Regions from separate parts of the Mus musculus genome. Here all the other regions are linked to region 1. The links are chromatin contacts, called in public HiCAR-type, capture Hi-C and promoter capture Hi-C maps. All regions are on one chromosome and are shown on one strand. Each heading gives the region's core, a stretch centred on a gene start, on an enhancer-like site or on the middle of the called end of the contact. The rest is flanking DNA. Distances are from core to core; before and after follow the strand shown. Region 1 holds the start of Rpl8 (ribosomal protein L8). Region 2 holds the start of Mroh6 (maestro heat-like repeat family member 6). Region 3 holds the start of Gga1 (golgi associated, gamma adaptin ear containing, ARF binding protein 1). Region 4 holds the start of Eif3d (eukaryotic translation initiation factor 3, subunit D). Region 5 holds the start of Kctd17 (potassium channel tetramerisation domain containing 17).

Region 1 (4,338 bases), core at 736-3,235:
GTCAAGAGTGTCTTTGGGAGCTGGGGAGTTGAGTCTGTGGTTAAGAGCCCTTGTTGCTTTTGCAGAAGACCTGGGTTTGATTCCCAGCAGCCACGTAACAGCTCATAGCTGTTTGTAACTCCATTTTCAAGGGCTCCAATCACTTCTTTTGTCATTCCTGGGCACCAGGCATATACTTGGTGCAGTTGTACAGGCCAAACACCCAGACTCATAAAATAAATCTTAAAAAAAAAAATTGCCTGATGGTGGGGGTGCTCCTCTTTAATGGCAGCACTCAAAAGAGACAGATGGATCTCTGAGTTTGAGTTCCTCCTGATCTAGAGTGAGTTCCAGGACAGCCAGGTTTACACAGAGAAACCCTGTCTATAAATAAATATATAAGGTGTCTTTTTTCAGGGCTGGAGAGATGGCTGAGCAGTTAAGAGCACTGACTGCTCTTTACCTAGAGGTTCTGAGTTCAATTCCCAGCAACCACATGGTAGCTCACAACCATCTGCAATGAGATCGGATGCCCTCCTCTGGTGTGGCTGAAGATCATATAAAATAAACAACAATTTTTTTTTTTAAAGATGTCTTTGTTTCTGAAAGGACAACCCAGTGGCAGATGCCTATATAGGAAGAGTGTGACAGGGCTGAAAACTTGCACATACATTTACAGACTCTCACAAAACTGTCCTGTGGGCCGGTTGGCTGAGATATACCCTAGTGCTGGCAGGGCCCTATGCCCTGCACGGTTCACAAGACAAAGCACTAGCAGGCATCCTCCCACAGACTTTTCTGTATAGGCATCTTTCATTCTGGTTCTCTTCTGGGCTGACTCAACTCCTTACCCTGCCCCTGGGTGGCTTGATTTACCACTCTGCAAGTCCTGGAACCCTGCCACCCAAAGCTCCACTACCCTTCTGGAATACCCTGTGCACCAGCATCCTGTGGAACTTGAGCCATGACGATAACTCGGTGTTCTTTCCTCGTTTGTTTGTTTGTTTTTTCGAGACAGGGTTTCTCTGTACAACCCTGGCTGTCCTGGAACTCACTCCGTAGACCAGGCTAGCCTCGAACTCAGAAATCCACCTGCCTCTGCCTCCCAAGCCCTGGGATTAAAGGCATGTGCCACCACGTCTGGCCTGTCCCTTCTTCTTTTCAGTGTGTCAGATCACCAACCCATGTCCCTTCCTCCTCAATATGTCAATTTTAGCCTCTGCCATGTAAAATCTCCCAGTTCTGACAAACCTCTCTTACCAATTGGGACCCTGACCCTCAGTTACCTCCCTCTCAGTCTACACGTTTATGCCATTGACTACTTAGGTTTCACTCAGATGAAGAACCTCTGTTTGGGGGGCTCTGTGCCACTTTATCGCCCTGCATCGCTGCGTTCCTTCCCCGCTTTAGCTCTCCAGGGTCATTGCCCCCACCCTCTTTCCAATTGCTGAGGCCACTAACTTTTGGCTTCTTTGCCAGACATCTTGAGAACTCCGCAGGTGACCTTCTTAAATCCCAATCATTATCTTCTTGTTCTTCTTCACCTCCTTCCTCCCCTCCACCCCCAACCCCCTACCCCAGACTGGGTTTTCTTTGTAGCCCTAGCTTGTTCTGGAACTTGTTTTCTAGCCCAGGCTGTCCTGGAACTCCGCCTGACCCAGTCAAATTTCAATCTTCTAGTTCGGCAAAGCACTAGGTTTCCAGTGTCTGCACATCCAATCTCCTCCGTCTGGGCCCAGCTCGGAAGCTCAAGATTCTGCGTGGCGTTGCCCTGGACAAATCCTTCCACCTCTTGAAGCCTCCTCTCTCCCGCCCTTCCTCCGTAAGACTCTTGAGTCGGTTTCTTCAGAGTCTGCCTCTCCCCAGGACGACAAGTTTCAGCAATTGCCTTGGTTCAGCAATTTGGTAGACACACAGGACACCTGCATGTGACTACAAGACCCGACAGGCATTGCGCTGGGGAAGGGGCGGAGTTATGGCCCCGCCCCGGAAGATAAGGCTGCGTTGACCCGTCTATTTCCTCTTTCGGCCTTGCTTGCCGGCAGGTAAGTTGTGCTCTGTCCGCTGCGGGTTTTGAAATTATCCACCGCCATCCGCCGCCGTTAACTACTTGGCGGTCTGTCATGCGGCCTGGCCCACTCGTCCAGGATCAGAAGGGAGGGATGGCGTTGCTTTCGGCCTTGGGGGCTGGCAGGAGGCTGGGGATTTTTTTGGACGCTGAACTCGAACCATTTCCAGACTCGCCGCCATGGGCCGTGTGATCCGAGGGCAGAGGAAAGGCGCGGGTTCTGTTTTCCGTGCGCACGTGAAGCACCGTAAGGGCGCCGCGCGCCTACGTGCTGTGGACTTCGCGGAGCGACACGGCTACATTAAAGGCATCGTAAAGGTAGGAGGGCACCGGCGGGAGTTAAGCAGGCGGGGAACCGGGCGTCTCGAGCAGGCCTTAGAATACAATACACCACCCTGACCCGTAGGACATCATTCATGACCCTGGCCGCGGCGCTCCCCTCGCCAAAGTCGTCTTTCGGGATCCCTACCGATTCAAGAAGCGGACAGAGCTGTTCATCGCAGCGGAGGGGATCCACACTGGACAGTTCGTGTACTGCGGCAAGAAGGGTGAGCCTCCAGGCGGGGAAGGAAGGAAGGGTTGGGCCCGGGACTTTGGGTGCTGAGCTGAGCTTCGTGGGTTGGGATCGGTGTGGGTTTGGCATGGCTTTTAGCGTTAACAGTCGTTTTGCCCCCTCTCTCCACAGCCCAGCTGAATATCGGCAATGTTTTGCCCGTGGGCACCATGCCTGAGGGTACGATCGTGTGTTGTCTGGAGGAGAAACCTGGGGACAGGGGCAAGCTGGCCCGAGCCTCCGGGAACTACGCCACAGTCATCTCCCACAACCCAGAGACCAAGAAGACTCGAGTGAAGCTGCCTTCGGGGTCCAAGAAGGTCATTTCCTCTGCCAACAGAGCCGTTGTTGGTGAGTGCGGGAGGGCAGTGGGGCCTTGAAGACGCGGGTGGTCGGCATATGAACTGCCAGCTGCTGGGCCTAGGCCATAGAACCACATTGCTTATTTTCTTGGTCATGGGAGAAGACTAACAGAATGCAACTGGGGATTTAGTTGTAGAGTGCTAGAATACCTACTTCGTAAACAACTAACTGATTCCTGTCCTGGGGATTTGATTCTTTTCTGGTCTCTGGGCACTGTATAAATGTGTATGGATACAGACATGTAGGTAAAGATGCCTGTGTATACATAAAATTAGGTTAAAAAAAGATTACACCGCTTGACACTTTTGTGCACTGTGACCTAGGAATTCTGATCCTGCACTTGAGTTTAGTTGGTTCATTTTAGAAAAGATAGGACCAGTAGTGGCTGTTAAAAGATGTTCAAGTCAGTGAAAAGGGGCCATGACTTATCTCTTGTTTAGTTACTTGGAAACATCTTAGGATCTGCTAACCTCATCCTTGCATAGGATAAGTTCTGAGGGCACGTGGTCAAAGCATGCTGTGTTTGGTAGGTGGGTTTGCCCATTTGTGGGAGGTGTTTTCAGAGGTTGAAGGACCTGTCTTGAATATCAGGCACTGAATATTGAGGTGCACCCCATGGAAACTTGGGCTGAGTCAACAGTTTGCTTTAATACAGGCATGGTCCTTGCCTCACCTGTCAAAGTGTCAGTTTGCAGAGGGTAAGGGGTTTCCTAGGTAGAGCTTGCTGGACTTCTGTGGGGTTGTAGATTTCTGCCATAGACTAATGGTGAATGGTGCATGTCTCAGAGGTGTTGTGTCACTTTTCAGGTGTTGTGGCTGGTGGGGGCAGAATTGACAAGCCTATCTTAAAGGCTGGCCGTGCCTACCACAAGTACAAGGCAAAGAGGAACTGCTGGCCACGTGTGCGGGGTGTGGCCATGAATGTAAGTAACCAAGAACTGAGTGAGTGGGCTTTTCTTGTTGCTGTGCTGGGAGGATCTGCAGCAGGGAGGTCCTGGGCTGTCGGCTCTTCCCGTGTTCCCTACGTAGGTGAGATGACCCTTACACTAACCTAACTTCATTCTCTTTTTAGCCTGTGGAGCATCCCTTTGGAGGTGGTAACCACCAGCACATTGGCAAACCCTCCACCATCCGAAGAGATGCCCCTGCTGGGCGCAAAGTGGGTCTCATTGCTGCCCGCCGGACTGGACGGCTGCGTGGAACCAAAACTGTACAGGAGAAGGAGAACTAGAGTTCAGGAGCTAATAAAGTACGTCCTTTGGCTAATCCGGCGTGTGTGAGCCTCTTTTGTGAGGGATCCCTGGAAGTGAAAGATGCTTCCACCCTACAAGGGAGCATGGCATGCTGCGCCTGGGATTTGGGTAGATGACTTGAG
Region 2 (4,554 bases), core at 1,997-4,496, 1.0 Mb before region 1:
GAGGCCTGATCAGGGCTGCAAATTAGGCCTTAATCTGGTGGCAGGTCCACAGGCAACTGAGCGGGGAACATAGGCAGAGCCCGTGGGTAGGAGTGAGTGTCTGTGGACAATTCCAACGGGGATGCAGTGGGACCACAGGGCAGGATTTTGCTCACATCGTCCAGTAGCGGTGGGAGACGTGGTCGAAGCTCGGAGCTGAGGAGTCTCACGGGTGCTCCGGGCTGCAGCAGTAGTCTCCGCAGTGCGCCAAGTGCAGCGCCCACGAGCCGCACATCACCTTCGCCCAGTGCTCTTAGGAGTACTGGCAGCAACATGTTCACATGCCTTATCTGTAAAGACAGGACTTGTGGCTGGACCTTTCCAGACTCTACCTAGCGTCCACCTCTCCCGGCATCTTCCAGGTCGGCACCTTCCCACGATTCATTGCAAGGTTGCCAAGGGCAAGTAGGCCTAGCCAGCGCACGGTGGGCTCTGGGTCACCCTGCCAAGTTCGAAGGCGCTCCAGGATGACTTCCTCACGTAAGAGACGTGCAGTAGACTGACTCTGTAACAGCTAAGCAAAGGGGCACGGAGTCAGCATATCTCTGTGTCTGAGCAGGAAGTCACCACTCACTACCGTTCTGGGAAGCAGGCTCACCCCAGTAAAGAAGGCCATAGCGGTGAGGCGTTGCGGGTTGTTGGCACTTCGTAGCCGAGGGAGCAAGTCCGCAAAAAGGCCTCGGAGATGGTGATCAGCATGTGCCACCATGGCACTGAAGTAGGGGAAAGGGGAGTTCTTCTTCCGCTTGGAAGGGCTCATCCCCACCTCCTCCCCCATGCCACCATCGCACCTGGCTAGCAGGGAGCCTTCTCCTGTTGTACTGTCCTGGGTTGCCTCCTCACCTGGCCAGCAGCAGGACACCCTCCAGGTGTGTGTGGGCTCCTACCAGTCTCCTCCAGCCTCCTGCTTGCTCCATACATGTGACCACCATTCGGCCACCATCCCCTGTGAGCAGGGCCTTTAAGGCCTCCACTGTGCAGCTGGAGGTGCGAACAGTTGTGCAGTGGGCAGTGAGGGCAAGGGAGGCCTGTCCCACCACTCACGTATCCCAGGGTACCTTCTCTCACCTGGCGTGGCTGTGAGGTGGCCCTCGGTGGGAAGGCTCCCAAACCTTAGGGCTGTCGGGGGAATGAGCACCTTGAGCCAGCTCATGCAGCTGTGTGACCAGTGCTAACAGCAGGTGAGGGTAGAAGCCTCGAGTGGCTCCCACGCAGCCAGAGACGGCCAACATCTCTCCAAGAGCGCGAGTGGCCTGTAGATCAAGTGAGCCCACCCTTGGAATTCTGACAATTTTTGGATGTGTACAGGATATCCCAGACAAGTGTAACTCTGGAGCTAGTCCTACCGTAAGTGGTTACTCTTTGGCTGCTTGTGGCCAGACCACGCCCCTATGTGTAGGCCACGCCCCCTGATGGCTCTTGCTGAAGCCACTTACTGCCAGGGCCTCAGACTCGGGAGCCGCCACACCCTTCAGTGCCCACAGCAGTTGCACCAACACCTGCCCGTTTACTCGCTGATTCCGGCTTAGGCTTCGCCACAGCTCAGAGGCTGCCCTAGGGGTGAGGGGCCATGTAGTGAAGAGGAGTTGCAAAGAATCCTCAGGAAAGCCCACCACGGCGACCTCTAGGAAAAGGCTCCAGAAGCAAACCATCCTTTACCCTTCCACCATCCCATATCCCAGAGAAGACAAACGCAGACGACAACAGAGCCAGCCCCAGAGATCAGCAGCCCTCTGGACTACACTGTGAGCCCCGTTGTGTCAGCTACTGGGAAACAGACCTAACATTATTTTTTTTAATTTTTAAAATTATTGTAAAGAATTAACCAAAAATAAATATTGGGGTAAATGACCCGAAGAGCCAGAGGCTTCTAGGTGATCAAGCCACCGTGCTTACTTATGCCGCCCACATCTTCAGGTAAAAAGCAGGGGATGGAGGGAAAGGAGAAGAGAGAGAGAGAGAGGAGAGTGTCAGAGTTAAACTAAACCCAGGTATGGTGGTGTAACACCAGCAAAAGTCTAGGGGAAGGGATTTCCGGGGCCCTATTCCCTTACTGCCCGGTGCTGCAGGAACCAGATCCTATGACCAAGCTATCAAGCGGGAAGGGGGAAGGAAGCCGCGTGGGGCAGCGCAGCGCGGCTGGGCGGGGAGGGTTACCGGTCCGGGGGTAGCGAACTGGGTAGCAGCGCACACACCACGTCCTGCGCATGCTCCAGAGCCAGTGCGCTCAGCACCCGTAGGGCTGCCCTCCGGGGTCTCCCCTCTGCCAGGCTAGGGACCTGTGCCAGCAGCCCACGCACCAGACCGTGGACCTGGGTAAAAGGAACAAACGTCAGTAGTTAGAGCCCCAGGACCTCAAAAGGAAACTCTTGCCAGCACCGCACCTCCCTACACTCAGAGCAGCCTTTAGGGGGAGTGTGGTCGAGGTTGAAGGGAGGCTTGCAGGATTCTCTGGATGGGGATGCTAACCTGGTCCTCCAGCCGCTGCCCCCGGGCTTCCAGGGCTGAGGACAGAGTGAGCGCTGTTGCCTGGGTCCCGGCATAGCCAGCCTCCTCCAGACAGGCAGCTGTATACAACGCAAGGTCTGCAAGGGTTCCTTCCTCCCAGGAATACTGGGAAGCCTATGATGGAAGAATGAAACGTGGAGTTTCTGAAGTCCCCAAGCCGATCTCAACTATCCTCCCTAGTCCTCCAGTCTTCCCATCCCTCAGATGGCGACAAACCTTCCTCCCGTATGATCTTTTCCATCCGTTTACCCTCAGGACTCCTCAATGCCCCCCCCCCCCCCGTACTTCTTGTCTTTCTAGTGCCCAAGTGAACAGCCAAACTTTGCATCATCCAGCATCTGCCCTCTTACTCACCTGGTACGGTCTCTCGGGGGCTGGCTCCTGGGCATTGTGTGGGGAATAGATCTCACTACCAGCTGTGGGGGCAACCACTTCATTCCCAGGCTGGGCCTCAAAGGCAGGGGTGAGTGTTTGAATATAGGGCTCAGGCTCGGGCCCAAGCTCCTGGGGATCAGACTGAGGGCCTGTAGAAGAGGGTCCCACAGGCTGCCCCTGGCTAGCCCGGATTCCTTCCGCTAGAGCTGTCAGAGTTAGGGAGCCCACAGGGCCGTCCCGGCCGTCCCGGCCCCGACCCCACACACCCCCAGCCATAGTGTTCCTACCAGCGGCACCTGCCACCACTCTTCCAGTGAAGTTGTGTCCAGACCTGACCTAGAATCAGGCCCCGGGCGGGCCCACAGGCGGGCCTACAGACAGGCGTGGTGGCGTGGGCATAGACGTAGGTACATGCGAGTCTGAGCATGTGCCAGTGATTGGCTGTTCAATCACAGAGATATCCTAGCATGGACTTGTGAAGGGTGTCTGCCCAGGCTGCTGGAGCCAAGTGGGACATGGCCACTGCATAGTCTGGCCCTGCCCACCAGTGTCCATGGAGATCATGGACTATCGTGGAGGAGAGAAAGGTCTTTAACCCAACTGCCCATCCCCCTCTTGCCTGGGGGAGGGGTCCAGGGCAGTTTTAGATCCTTCTGAGGAAGCCCCAGTAGGGTCAGGGGCTGGGCTAGACCACATAGCCAAATATCCTAGGAACGGGCGTGGTCAGGTACTGTCATTCTCCCTGAACTTGAAACACTTGGGGTGTGGAGCAAATGAGGTGAGGCTGGTGATGCCTCCTAAATACATTTGCAAGTGCCCACTATTGTTGATGCGGGCTCCTCTGCATCCTTGCCAGTCCCGAGGTGGTATGTCTCATGCCCTGTCTGTCCAGCCCCTCCTTCTCTGAGACTGTCTTCCCTGTGTCTGCGTAGGCAGTGTGTATGTATACTGTTCGCCCGGTTGTCTTCCTTTCCAGGTTCATGCTCCCCAGGGCTGGCCCAACCTCTACCCTAAATCCCCGCTCTCCACCCAACCACACTATAGGCACTGCCCAGCGCTAAGCCAGGGAAGCTAGATGAACTAGTCTGACAGACTGCTCCAGGCGGAAGTGCATGGGGAAGTATTCCAAGCAGTGGGCATTCACGCTCTTCAGCTCCTATACCTCGGGCTACCCAAGCCCCAACTCTGCCTCCCACCAAGCCATGAACCAAACCATGTGGTGGTTTGAATAAGAATGGCTCCCAAAGGCGCATGCATTTGAATGCTTAGTCACCAGGGAGCGGTGTTATTCTAAGATTAGGATCCGGAGGTGTGGCCTTCTTGAAGGAAGTGTGTCACAGGGGTGGGCTTTGAGGTTTCAAAAGCACATGCCAAGGCTAGGGTCTCTTTCAGAATGTAGAACTCTCCCCTCTGTCACCATTACCGTGCCTGCATGTATGTCCCCACCATGATGATCATTGATCATGGACTAACCTCTGAAACCATAGGAAAGCCTCCAATTAAATGCTTTCTTTGCCAAGAGTTGGTCGCCATGGTCATGGCGTCTCTTCACAACAATGGTAGGGTGCCTAAGACACTCCAACTGTCTCTGGAGCAATTCTTCCTGAGTCTTACCTAGCTTGCTGTACCCAG
Region 3 (4,439 bases), core at 1,591-4,090, 2.0 Mb after region 1:
AGTCGCTCTCTGCCCTCCACATGTAAATAAACATGTAATCGTTTTTTAAAGATGGTGTTTTGTTTGAGACAGGGTCTATGTAGCCTTGGTTGTCCTGGAACTTGCTGTGTAGGCTGGCCTCTAACTCAAGAGTTCTGCCTACCTCTGCCTCCCAAGTGGTTGTGAGCCACCATGTGGTTGCTGGGAATTGAACTCAGGATCTGTGGAAGAGGGGTCAGTGCTCTTAACCACTGAGCTATCTCTCCAGCCCAAGAATTCTAGTTTCTATGGCCTACCTGGAAGGGAGACGGAAGACGGAGGAGAAAGGGCGGAAGGGAAAAGGGAGAAGGTTTCCTGCAGACCCACATGTGAAGGGCTTTCTGACAAGCCCAGGCCTGGCAATCATGACAGCAGCAGGTCTTCCTTTTCCGATTCCCTCTCCTTTGCTAAACCATTCGAATACATTCCTGAGGCTGATCACCAAGGTCCAGCAATCAAAATTCAACATTTGGCTACACTAACTAACATGTCCAATTAGGATTTACCAAGTCATCCTAATTCAGGCTTCCCCCTTTGTCTCCTTACAAACAAACCACTCCCACAGAGACACCTGAGGCTCACTTTGCCTGACCCAGAGGCAGTCAGACCCCCTGCTTGTCCCCTCCTAGGTAAATAAAATCTCTTTGGGGCTGAGGATTTAGTGTCTGCTTGTGCTCTGTGCCGATTCTGAGATCCCTTCAGTGTGGGCAGGCGCCATGCTTTGAGGCACTATGCTCTGAACCCCGGCACCTTCTGGACCCCAGCACTATTTTAGGTCTCAGGACACTGTGCCCGCTAGTTCTGTGAACTTGACAGATTTCCAATCACCTGGTCGATGAGCTGCTGCTCGTGCCTCAGGAGGATTACCCTGCCTGAGTCTACTGAGCTGGGAAGACCTGCCCACTGTGGGTGGCACCATCCCCGATGGGGAACCTGTACTGTGTGAGTGGAGAAAGGGCGGGAAGCAGTGTGCATTCCACACTCTCTCTGCCCTGTTTCTCAGCTGCAGCTGTGATGGGCCCAGCTGCCACCGCCTTGATTTCTCCTCCCCTTGAATTGTGGGAAACCCTGTCTTCTTTAAGTTGCTTTTATCAGAGCAGTTTAATCACAGCAACAGGAAAAGAAACTCAGGGATTCACCAGATGCAATGCTTCAGGATGAGACTTCCCAGAGGCAGGGAGGGACACAAACCACAAGCATGCAAAGAAATACACTGTGGGGCAGCTGGAGGTTAGAGCTCAGGTGGTGATGTGTCTGCCTAACATGTTTATATGAAATGCTAGGTACCACAGAAATCGCCAGCTTGGGCTATAAGGACTCTAGATGGAGGCAGAAGTAGCTGGAGATGTCTCTCAGTTGGTAGCGTGTTGCTTAGCTTGCAAGAAGTCCTATTCTCTTGCAGGTGTGGTGATGCACGCAGAAGGTGGAGAAAGAAGGATCAGAGATCAAGTCTATAGTGCGTTCAAGGCCTGCCTAGGCTTACAGGAGACCCTGCCTCTGTCGCTCCACCAAAAGTGCCTGTGAGTAGTGATCTGACTTTAAATCAATTTGGCAAATGCAGTTTGGGTTTTTGTTTTGGGTTTTGTTCTGTGTAGCCCTGGGTCCTGGAACTCGCTCCGTAGACCAGGCTGACTTTGAACTCGGAGATTCACCTGCCTCTTCCTCTCAAGTGCTAGGTGGCGTGCGCCACCACTGCCCGGCCTGCAGTTGGGTTTTATTTCATTAACAATTTTAAAAATAAAGAAAACAAAGCAGGCGGAGCCCATCTTGTTACCCTCTCCCGTATCTTATAGGTTGCAGGAGAGAATTAAACGTCTCACTGAGAGTTGGGTTCAGAAGAAAACCCGACTGAAATGAGGTAACTGGTTCTGCAAGGTGAATACTGATCCCTCCAAGGCCACAGGCATGCGGAACTGGATTCGCCGGTTCCTTGGTCTCAGATGCTCTTTAACTCTTCCTGGCACAGGCTCGCTGGAGAGGGCACAGTAGCCAGTTCCCCCGACGGCCGCCAGAGGCTACAGAGAGCGAACTGGCATTCCTGAGAATTAGCCAAGGCGACCGCAGAGGGTGGAAAAAGCGGGTGAAAGTACCTCACATTTTGCCTCCTCCTAAACCACCTCAAAAAAAGAGCCTGACGTCGTCACCATTCCAGTTTGGGGAAAGATAACCTCTCATTTTGCCACCACCTCTCTGGCTTCCCCATCACCTTGAGAGTGTTACGTGCTTTGAGATACGATATTCCACACTGGCCTTGAACTGATAACCTCCTGCCTCTGTCTGATAAGTGCGGGCGTTATCATCACCTTGTAGGATATATATCTGGCCTTGTCTTTCTCTCCAGGGCTGGGCACCGAATAACCCAAATGCAAGGAGTTTCTAAACTGAATGCAGAATTAAGTACTCGGTGCAAGCACTGACCCCTAATGACCTCAGGCAAACTCATAACCTGGCTCCCGGGTTTGAATGTAGATTCATAGGTTAAGAAAAAAAAAAGACTTAGCCCTTTGCTGGGCGTGGTGGCACACTTCTTTAATGTCTGCACTTGGGAGGCGGAAAAAGGCGGATCTCAGGAATTCCACGCCAGCCTATTCTACAGAGCGAGCTTCAGGACTGCCAGAGCAAGACAGTGAGCCCTTGTCTCAAAGGGGAAAAAACTGCTCAGAACAATGCCTAGGGCTTTAAGAGCTAAACAAACGTTAGCTTAACCTCATCGCGTTGGCGGCGGCCACAGTGCCCAGTTGCCCTTTTAAGGGACTTTGACATCTTCCCACGTAAGCGGAAGTACCCCTGAGGGCTCCGGAAGTGACTTCAGAACCCCTTCAGAAACATGGCTCCGGAGCGTTGTCCCGGAAGCGGTCACGGGTCTCTGCGTGACGCTAACTGAGTTAGAGCGGTCCCGCGGGGTTTCTATGGTGCCGCCCGCCACCCCCAGGCTCTCCTCTTCCTCTCCCGCCCGAGCGCCCGGAGCTGCGAGGCCGCCGACCAGCCCCACCGGCGACTCCGCCAGCCGCCAGGGGGAGGGGCGCCGACGAGGCGACGCTCTAGGCGGCTCCACCCGCGTCTCGATGGTGCCCGGCGTCCCGGTGCCGCGTTCCTACTCCGCGGGGTGGACGCGGCCCCTTTAACCGGCCGAGGGCGGAGCCGAGGAGTTCCCGCGAGAGCGGCCGGGGGGCGGGGGGCGGCGCCGAGGCCGGGGGCCCGTGGCGGATGGAGCCCGCGATGGAGCCGGAGACTCTGGAGGCACGAATCAGTGAGTGTCCGGGAGGGGCGCGAGCCGGACCGGAACCGGAACCGGGGGCGCGAGGCTGGCCCCTCTCTCTCTCCCGGCGGGGCGGGGTCCGCGCGCCCCCTCCTCACGCCCCGCCCCCCGACCCGGAGGGGCGGCGCCCCAGTCTGTCGCTCCGCTCGGACCCTGGCAGCTGCGCGCAGCCTGGCCGGGAGCGGGCGCCGCCCACCCACCCCGGTGACCCGGTGGCGCAGAGTTATCCCGGACCCCCGAAGGCCCTGCCTGTTGCACCAAAGCGCAGACCCTCGAGTCTTCCCCTAGAGGGATCCCCCCACTTCCTCAGGGCCTGAGTCTTTCAAACCCTGTGCCCGCAGCTCTTCTTAGATCTGCTCGGTCCCCCAGCCCAGGAAAGGGGGGACCCCTGGCCCATCTGATCCAGCTCTGTCCGCGCCTGGAGAAACTCCCAGTGCTTGAAAGGGTCCCGTCTAAGACTCCATAAGGAAATCAAGTTCTCTGTCGTTATACCCAAGCCCAGCCTTGCTTTGCGTCCCAGATTGCTTTCCTAGCCCCTGCTGAGCCTCCTCCCCAGGCCTCTGTCCTTGTTTCCTGTCTCCTTCGAAACAGCTTCCTCCAACTCTGGCTTCCAAGCCCCATCCTCTGTTCTCCCTGTCCCACACTGCTTGTTGAAGATCCTTGGCCTTGCCAACCCCATTCCTGAACTCTGCCCCTGGGAGCTGCAGGTTGGCTCTTCTGGTCCATTTAGTGACAGGTCTGTCCCAAGGCCTTTCAGGGATGTGACCCAGAGAAGCCTTCCGGTCTATCCTCAAGCTCAACCTCCTGGTCTGAGATATAGCAAGGATCTGTGCAGGGTGGTGTGGGCCGACATGGTCAGCATCTTTGAAGCCAGCCTCGAAGGAAGTTGAACTGGAAGGTTGATTCCCAGAGCTCACCGATCTGGGGGGGGGGGGGGGGGCGGAGGAGAGTCAGCCTGGCAGTGGGGTTGATTGGTGGTTAGAAGGAGACAGTGACCATGGACTGCATGAGATACAGTACTGCACGGGTCTCAGGAGGTCAGAGGTAAAAGAGGACCATAGATATTTTCCCCATCTGTCTTAGTCAGGGTTTCTATTCCTGCACAAACATCATGACCAAGAAGCAAGTTGGGGAGGAAAGGATTTATTCAGCTTACATTTTC
Region 4 (4,541 bases), core at 147-2,646, 1.1 Mb after region 1:
GCTTACAGCACACGCGCTCACTAAACCCTTCGGACAATCCCGTGGGGCCAGTCCCATTTTCTGGGTAAGAAAATTTGAACACAGGCAGTGTAGCTTTGGCCCCGCAGTATATAGTATATACCACAGCTCATTTTAGGAAAGTAAAAGCTAATAGCTGTATAATCCAGGGGCTTGCTGGACACTTCCCATCAAAAACCAAAGCAAACAACAAAAGGAAAAAAAAAAAACCCATGCATTGACCACACACAAGAAACCTGAAATTGTCCACCATTAGAGCTCAGTAGCCTCTCCTCCTCCTCTGACACACGGAAGCTGGTGATACTTAGGTGACACGGACAAGAGTAAACCCAGGAGCTTCACCCTCCAAATATGAACGTATGCTAAGTTGTAGGAAGAACACGGGGTTGTGGGAGAGAGGGTGAGGTGGTGGTGGTGGGGTGTGGTGGCCTTCAAACAGCTGACATGAAGTAAGAGGCCCCAGGATGTTGGGGTGCTGTGCTGGACGCTTTACCACCGACTGCTACCACACACCCCATCTTTGAGACACAAAGCTAGCTCTGCTAACTTAAGGAGTCCATCTGCCCATCCCTTCAAAAAGTTTCCAAGGCTGTCTACTTAGGCCCGACCTCCTTCTGGTTATACTGTGGGTAGCTGGCAGCCTGACCACCTGGGGCTTTAAGCCATACCCAACAGGCTGCCCCCAAAGCAACTGTAAACTTGAGTTGTCACAAGTTCAAGATGGCTCAAGGCCTGATGTGCATCATCATCTATCTCCCTGGATGGACAGGGTTTGGTCCTTCGGCTACTGCACACGTGAATCAGAAAGAAAGCAGTAGGGGAAAAGTAAAACGGCGCGACAGCTGTATTGGCCACAATACAGTGTGGGTCACTGGGGACACTACAGGTGGGGGCCATTAACTCCTGGGCTCCGTTTCCGATCAGAGCTGGAACCTACTCTCAGCCCCCCATTTCGGAGCACAGAAACAATCTGTTCGAACCCCTAGAGGAGGCTACGTCGCCCCACAACCCACCCCACGGCGCTGAGCAGAGCGCCGAGCGAGGGATCCACACACAAGGTCCGGTGTCCTGCATTCTGAGTCGTGCCTGGGACCACCGGGGGCCAATTCCCGCCCCGCCCAGCGGAGGGGCACAGGCGACAGGACGTAAAGGAAGGCTCTTCCGGGAGCTCCCGAAGCCACGTCTAGCCCAGGCTGGCTCGCGAGGTCCGCAGGGTCCCACGAAACAAGCCGCTCACCTGCAAAAGCCTTCACGGGCCCGGATGGCGACAGATGGCCCGGGGAAAAAACTGCGATTGCCGGGATACTCCGAGGAGTCAAGGCAGGAGGGAAGATGCGCGCGCAGGGGCCGGTGCCGTAAACGGCGACCAGCGCTGTCGTAAATGGCCCTACCACTTCCTTCTTAGTCAGCGGAAAAATGTCAAGCCGTAAAGTGAGACACAACCGGAAGTGTGTCACAGCTCTCGGCTTTAAAAAAAAAAAAAAAAAAAATCCTCGTTCGCCCCTGAGGTGCCAGACACAAGTGAGGGGATTACGTCAGTGGCGTCTGGGGACGCCCGGAGAGGTTCAGAACTGAATCGTGGTCACGCTCGGGGCCAGAGAAGCCGGGGCGGGGAGTCGGAGCTGTCCCCGCGGTGTCCCATAATGCTTCGCGCCAGGCTCGCCTCCTCTGCCTCCCACAATGCCCCGCCGCGCTCGCTGGCCCCAGCGTGGTCGTCGGTCTGGCTGATCGTTATCTGGAGAGTGGCCCGGCGCGTTTCGTGTGCTTGTCACTTGTGGCCCCAACGCAGGGTGGCAAATGACCTGCCTAGTCCGGGTTGCTAGAGCTTCGGGGTGCCCGCTAGGACTCAAACCTTTGTCCCACAGGTCACAAGCGTCTTTCAACGGAGATTTCTGGTCGCTATTTTTTAAAGCAGATTTAGAGTGCCTCGCTCTAAATCGATATTCAGATCGGGGCTATCCAAGCTACGTCTTAATTGATCATCACAGTTCACAGGGTGCGGGTCAGTGTGACCTCTTGGCGTCTTCCACCCCCTGCAGCCGTCTGGAAAGAGACTCGGGATGGGCGTTTTTTAAAAAGCTGGTCCCTTCTGCCTGCTGTTTATGTTTCCTTGATAGTTTCTCAGCAGATCTCCTTGATTAGAAAATACATCTTTAAAAAAAGAAAAAAAAAAAACATCTTAGATACATGTGGTGTCCAGGGTCAGCCAAGTGTAGTTTTATGGCCTTCATATCTGACATCTCTCTCCCCTCCTCCCTTAATGAAACTGGAAATGCTAGATAATAAATTGTAAAATAAATGGTTGTCAAAGGACATTTCCACATTCGGGTCCTTACCGTGGATACCACTGGGATGAATTTGATCAGGTGATTTGGCCTCTACCTGTGTTGGAAATGGTAATGTTGGTGGGATTACCCATTTCACTAATTTACCAATGAGCTTGCCTTCCCGTTTCCCCAATTTGTGTTCTCAGGATTTGGTGGGTCCTGCTGGGTCCTCGTCATTAACTTAAATTTCCCACCACATTGGGACTAGCCTGTCTGTGTTGTAACTTCAGCCGTACCTGAGTGCTGTCTGCCCTCATAGTACCATCTCCCTCATTGTTCGAACCATTCATACTCCCAGTGGGTTGCTCCTCAGGATGCTCAAAGCTCTTCCCACACTTCCGAGGGAAGATGTGGCCTGACATCTCCCTGCCCTTCTGAACAACCTCTGCTCTGGCCACCACGACCCTGCTCTCATTCCTCTCCCAGCAGGTCCCACACTTGCTGTACTTTCTGCCCCAAAGGTTTACTGTCACTGTCTGGGTCCTATTGTGTGTGTGTGTGTGTGTGTGTGTTTGTTTGTATGTCTTTAAGAGTTAGTTGCAGCATGTTCTGGGATCCCTCTACTCTGAAACTGAAGGGGAGGGATCATAACGACAGAAGCTGGTGAAGTTGGAGATTGTGAGAAAAGTCACTTGCTTTGAAAACAGCCATCCTTCGGACTTAAACAGTTGTTAAGCAAGTTCTCACTGAATTGTCCAGCTGATCCTGAGCTCCCAACACCTGAAAACTTGAGACAGAAGGATTGCTGCAAATGGGAGGTCAGCCTGGGCAGACCTGAAGCTAGCCTGGGCTCCATAGCAAGAGCCCAGATCAGTAGAAAATCAAAATGCCTTAAAATATAAAGAGGCATGTATCTTTGCTGAACTGCTCCCATCATGCCTCTCTCCTTTCCCCTTTCTTTTTGCAGTGGCTCCCAGAGGCCATCTGCTACAGCTTGTCGTTGGAGTTTAGTCATCTTTCCCCTGTTGTGGCCCAGCTGTTCTGCTCTCTCAGATGGAGAGCGATTTGGAGGGTCCTGCCTCATTCTCTGCTCACCGCGCAGCTTGTTCTCTCATGAGGGTCCCTGCCACCTCTCCCCCCCAACTACAATTCTGCAGTTCTGTGTCACTCTTGTGGGGTGGCATTTTTCTAGAGTGTGCCCAAGAAGTGTTTTGTGGACCTAAGGCGGTTAGAACCTGCTTTTAGAGACAGGAAATAACAAAAAAGACTCACCTACATCCCTCCTGGGTTTGATTCCCAGCACCCAGGCATGTTGGTATATACTGGTAATCTCAGCACCCAGGAAGTAGAGATAGGGAGATCAGAAGTTAAGGCCATTTTCAGACTGAGGTTCAAGGCCAGCCTGGGCTATATGAGATCCTGTCTCAAGCCAAAGTTTACATTCTTGTCAGAAAGTTGGAAACTGGGGCCTCTTTTAGCAAAAGGTTTTTCACAGTCTGTCTAGCTTGGAAAGGCACAAAATCTCCTTGAGAAATTGAGTAAAGAACTCATTATGGCTCATAATGGTTAAGGCTAGCATAGGGATTTATGTTTCAAAGCCTCGAGTTTTATGATTACATCATTCTATTTATTTATTTATTTATTTATTTATTTATTTATTTATTTATTTATTTTGAGGCAGGGTCTCAATTCGTATCTTTGGCCAGCCCAGATTTTGCTATGTAGACCAAAATGACCTCCTGTTTATGGAGATTCACCTGCCTGTGCCTCCTGGGTGCTGGGATCAAAGACATGTGCCACACACTAGCACAGCTTAACAGGCTTTAGTATAAACCTTACGCTTGGCCAAAAGGCATGAGAGGCAGACCCTCCCTGTACCTGCTCCGTCAGGGTTTCTTCTAGCAAATGAGAGAGGTGTGCTTCATCCCCTCGGGGTGTTCTGTGTGAAATGAGAGGAAGACTGGCGTGGAAGGGAAGGTGTCTCCTAAGAAGTGACATTTGGGGGTCAGAGAAATGGCTCAACTGCTCTCTCTGAGTACCCAGGTTTGGTTCGAAGTACCCAGATAGTGGCTCACAACCAGTTGTAGGGGATCCAGTGCTCTTTTCTGGCATTTGTGGATAGCAGACATGGAAGTGGTGCATGGACAGACATGCGGGCAAAGCATCTATACATATTAAAAATATTTTAAAAAGTGACGTTTGACCAGGAGCGGAAAGCAGGCAAACAAGGCAGGTGTCTACTCTCGATCCTATCGT
Region 5 (3,958 bases), core at 94-2,593, 1.5 Mb after region 1:
CTGTGAAGAGAGCTAGTGATGAATTGTCTGAATCAGGTGGGCATGACTGTAGGAGATTGTCTTGATTACATTAATTGATGTGGGAAGACACAGCCCACTGTGGGAGACACCATTCCCTAGGCTTCAGCCCAGGACGGTGTAAGAGTGGAGACAGTGAGCTGAGTACAAGCATACATTTGTTCTCTCTCTGCTCTTGATTGTGGATGTGGCTAGCTGCCTCGAGGTCCTGGAACCTAGACTTCCCTATAGCAAAGAGCTCATATGGAATTATGAGCCAAATAAACCATTTTCTTCCTACGTTAGCTTTTGGCAGGATGTTAATATTACATCAACAGAAAGTGAAACTAGGCCATCCCTAAGTCAGGTCTTTTTGTACCTGCTGTGTTGTCCTAAAAGGAACAACTGTCCTCAGGAACTCACTGAACAGTGGGGTGAGAACAGCAGTGACCATGTCCCCCAAACAGGATCCTCCCCCTCCCCTGTTTCCTCTCCATTCTGCTAGCCCAGCAATCACCTTGAATGCCAATGCTAGAGTGACCATTTCCAAACCCTAAGCCCATTCCTCCTTTGCTGAGAGCTTTGGAGCCTCCCCAGTCCTGCTGCACACCCCACACTCCCATCAAGGAAAGGCATCTGGGGGGCCTGGGCATCTCAGCATCATGGGGGAGGGGGCTATTCTAAAACTCCCCTTCCCCACTTTGTAGAGCCGATCCATGCCTCATCTCCAAGCTTCAGGTCAAGCACATATGGAAGCCAAGTGGCACCAGAGAAGCCAGTACCTGAACTTCATCTTCTGAACGTTCACTCTTTAAGCAGACTCCGTAGCATTCAGACTAGACCAAGACTGGCATCCAGAGCAACCCGGCAGGGATGCAGGAAGCTTAAAGGAGTCATATGTATGCTCACACAGCTTCTGGCACACAGAAACGTTCAGCCAGCCCTAAGCCCAACTACATATCCTCAAAGAATTTAGGAAGAGGTGGTGACTATACCTCATCCCCGTGGTCTTTGCCACACACGGGACAAAAAAGAAACACTGCTGATGTGGCTCATGCACGCATATGCACACACGCACATGCTCACACACAGGCGCGTGCGCCTATTTTTAAAAGTAGGTTCAGGTAAATATAGGAATTTCTGGAGGAAGAAAGTTCTTCTCAGGTCAGGTATTCCTCAGCTGGGGCCCCCGTACAAAGCAGAACAAATGGGGGGGGATAGCCAATGAGGAAATCACTGTTTTCGCAGGGCCTTCTGCAAACCAAGCAGTCTGGCCACACGGAGAGACCAGATGATAGATCACCAAGAAAGGCAATGTGGGGCGGGACGTGCTGTCCGAGCAACACCAGGACAAGCGCAGAGCATCCCAGCCCTGGCTCCAGACTACAGCTCCCGGCATGCCCTGCACCTGGTACTCGCCCGCGGCGTGCGGAGGGAAGGATGCAGACAACGCGGCCGGCGATGAGGATGGAGGCCGGGGAGGCAGCGCCACCGGTGGGGGCGGGCGGCCGCCCCGGGGGCGGCTGGGGCAAGTGGGTGCGGCTGAACGTGGGGGGCACGGTGTTCCTGACCACCCGCCAGACGCTGTGTCGGGAGCAGAAGTCCTTCCTCAGCCGCCTGTGTCAGGGCGAAGAGCTTCAATCGGACAGGGTGAGCCCTGAGCCCGCTGACAGGGGGGTCCTGGCCCCGCGCTCCCGGGCTGTCCCGCCTGCGCGTCCCTCGGCCTCTGGCTTTCCTAGGATTCTGAGGCGGGGAGCCGAGGCAGGAGGAGGGGGAGGAAGAGGAGCCGAGAGGAATAGCTATACCCATTGCCGTGGCAACGGGACAGCACAGGCCGCAGCCATTTAGAGCTTTGGAGAGCTGCCCCAGATCCGGGACGCTTCCTTACTGTGGAGCGCTGGGGAGGGACCAACAAACCGGGCCTGCCTTACTGCCCTGGCTGACTCTTAAAGGAGTTGATGCGGCTGCTTCTCCCCGCCCTTAGGGTGTGGGCAGCTGAAGGGTACAAGGAACTAGATGGAGGAGGCCTGGGTGTCTTGGAGCTGGGCTTAATGTAGGGAAGAGCACTGGCTTTGGAGCTATCACTTGTGGGCTCACCCTGCTCTCCTGCCAAATTCCCAAATGACCAGGGAGGAATCGGGAGGAGAGGGGAACTTCCCTGCTCTCTGACTTTGGCCTCCTAGTGTGCAAGGCCTCTGGAGTTGGCTTGTCAAAGTCCCCTGTCCCCCATTCTGTGGCCCTCTTACACTGTGCCCTTGGGTGAGTCCCCTGTCCCTTGATGTCTCCGTCTTCTGTGCTGGGTTGTCCAGATCCCAGTCCTCCCTGCAGGCTGCACTTGTCCAATCAGAGTGCAGCTTCTTTGGAAACTTGCAAACATCTAGTGAATAGTGGGGTTGGCTGGGGGTGGGGGTGGGCGCGGTACACAGCCTCCAAGAGGGAAACTTTCCTAAGAGGGAAATTCACTGGGTCCTGTGCTGAGAGAGAGGTAAGGGGCCACTCAGGAATCCGGTCACCCTCTATACTCACATCTAATCCTCTGACTATGGGAGAAAGAAGCAACGCTCCAGAGGCCAGATGATTGGCTCAAGGTCACACAGCCTGGAAAAGGCAGAGGCAGGGTTCGAACCCAGATCCTTACTGCTTTCTTCCTGCTTCCTCTCTCCCTGTAGCCATTCTTCCAGCCAGCCTGTGGTGACTTGAGTTTATGTGTGTGTGTGTGTATGTGTGTATGTGTGTGTGTGTGTGTGTGTGTTAGGAGGGGTGGGGGTGGCTGGCTTGGGGAAGCTTGCACACCCCTCACTTCCTGTGGTCATCTCCTCCACAGGATGAGACCGGGGCCTACCTCATTGACCGTGACCCCACCTACTTCGGGCCCATCCTGAATTTCCTCAGGCATGGAAAATTGGTGCTGGACAAGGACATGGCCGAGGAGGGTGAGTTGGTCCATTGCGCTGGTCTGGGTCTCTACAGCCTACCGGAGCCTTCAGGGGAGGCCTAAAAAAATTGTCTTGAAGCCAGGACAGTGGCTACATTTCCCCATTATTTTCTGCCTGTCCCAGAGTGGAGTCCCATTCTCCAGGTCTCGGCAAGACCGACAGACCCCCGTGGTCACTGGGTAAATGGCAGGGAAACAGGAAGTGGTAAAAAGGAAGCCAGCCAGGTCCTGAAACATCTGTAGCCTTTGGGAATGTACGTCCTTCCTCCCTGGCCTCTGGCAAGCCAGGCGTAGCCTGTGATGCTCCAGGCTGGATGGGGGAAGGGTTGGGTCTTTTTTCTCGGCCTTACTCTGTGTCTCCCAAGCAAGGGCTTCCCATCAGCCAGGAGGCAAAGTTAGTGGTTCTCCCCCATAGCTGGCAGCCTCTACGGCCCAGTGGCTTGTTGGGGAGAACTTTGGCCTTTCCCAGACCCCTGGAGGCTCATATCCGGGCCCAGCTGATGTGGAATCGGGGTGGGGAATAGATCAGAGCAAGGACCACAGTCATCCCCAAACCAGCTCTCCTCGGTACACTTGAGCTCTGGACCAGGCTAGCTCAGACGTGTCAGTTTTCTTTGAGTCTCTCTTGGTGTCTCCAAAAATACCAAAAAAACAAAAACAAACAAACAAACAAAAAAGGCATCACGACCCACATTCAGAAGACTGTGTGTTGGGACAGATGGGTCCTGTGTACCTGTGGGTGTTTTACACGGCCCTCGCTCTAGGCTATGGTCCTCTCCAGCTGACCCCAGTGGAGTACGGTGATCCAAAGGCTCCCCAAAGGACATCACGCTTAGGGCTTACTGTAGGTAGCTAGCTCTGCGTTAGCCTGCTGAAGCTGCCTAGCAGTCTGAGGGGAAGCGATCACGTGGGTGGGGCCTGGGCTCAGGAGCAGGTCCCTCTGGGAGGCTCATACTCCAGCTGCGTCACAGCTAATACCTGTTTACAGGTTCTAGCGCCTCAACGCTCTGTGCTCTCCTACCCTCA

What was found. Promoter capture Hi-C pulls out the DNA fragments that hold promoters and counts their contacts. HiCAR-type assays count read pairs that join an accessible place to other places. Capture Hi-C pulls out chosen DNA fragments and counts their contacts.
Region 2: a promoter capture Hi-C map of erythroid cells shows a contact between it and region 1, with 8 times the contacts expected there. The contact joins the promoter of Mroh6 here to the promoter of Rpl8 in region 1. A contact is called at or near these places in 2 of 39 promoter capture datasets (embryonic stem cells and erythroid cells) and 2 of 115 datasets of contacts at active chromatin or transcription factors (bone marrow-derived macrophages and large pre-B cells).
Region 3: a contact with region 1 is called in a capture Hi-C map of embryonic stem cells, with 7 times the contacts expected there. The contact joins the promoter of Gga1 here to the promoter of Rpl8 in region 1. A contact is called at or near these places in 1 of 39 promoter capture datasets (embryonic stem cells), 2 of 115 datasets of contacts at active chromatin or transcription factors (embryonic forebrain and stem cell-derived neural progenitor cells) and 3 of 9 other capture datasets (adipose tissue, embryonic stem cells and liver).
Region 4: a capture Hi-C map of embryonic stem cells shows a contact between it and region 1, with 2.9 times the contacts expected there. The contact joins the promoter of Eif3d here to the promoter of Rpl8 in region 1. A contact is called at or near these places in 2 of 39 promoter capture datasets (cranial neural crest and erythroid cells), 3 of 115 datasets of contacts at active chromatin or transcription factors (astrocytes, embryonic stem cells and large pre-B cells) and 4 of 9 other capture datasets (adipose tissue, embryonic stem cells, liver and 1 more).
Region 5: a contact with region 1 is called in a HiCAR-type map of astrocytes, with 4 times the contacts expected there. The contact joins the promoter of Kctd17 here to the promoter of Rpl8 in region 1. A contact is called at or near these places in 1 of 39 promoter capture datasets (erythroid cells) and 2 of 115 datasets of contacts at active chromatin or transcription factors (astrocytes and pancreatic cancer cells).

The regions. Positions count from the first base shown.
Region 1 is chr15:76,902,086-76,906,423 of GRCm38.p6, forward strand. It overlaps Rpl8 (ribosomal protein L8), which reads left to right and starts at 1,986. Exons shown (of 6, transcript NM_012053.2): 1 at 1,986-2,024; 2 at 2,218-2,365; 3 at 2,454-2,595; 4 at 2,733-2,951; 5 at 3,771-3,886; 6 at 4,036-4,233. The coding sequence starts at 2,228. The coding sequence ends at 4,194.
Region 2 is chr15:75,885,526-75,890,079 of GRCm38.p6, forward strand. Mroh6 (maestro heat-like repeat family member 6) reads right to left here and starts at 3,247. Exons shown (of 14, transcript NM_001282443.2): 1 at 2,902-3,247; 2 at 2,509-2,661; 3 at 2,197-2,351; 4 at 1,476-1,593; 5 at 1,108-1,292; 6 at 883-1,020; 7 at 638-752; 8 at 410-553; 9 at 156-329. The coding sequence starts at 3,198.
Region 3 is chr15:78,874,350-78,878,788 of GRCm38.p6, forward strand. Gga1 (golgi associated, gamma adaptin ear containing, ARF binding protein 1) reads left to right here and starts at 2,841. Exons shown (of 17, transcript NM_145929.2): 1 at 2,841-3,268. The coding sequence starts at 3,226.
Region 4 is chr15:77,969,428-77,973,968 of GRCm38.p6, forward strand. Eif3d (eukaryotic translation initiation factor 3, subunit D) reads right to left here and starts at 1,397. Exons shown (of 15, transcript NM_018749.2): 1 at 1,256-1,397.
Region 5 is chr15:78,427,221-78,431,178 of GRCm38.p6, forward strand. Kctd17 (potassium channel tetramerisation domain containing 17) reads left to right here and starts at 1,344. Exons shown (of 8, transcript NM_001289671.1): 1 at 1,344-1,647; 2 at 2,822-2,930. The coding sequence starts at 1,438.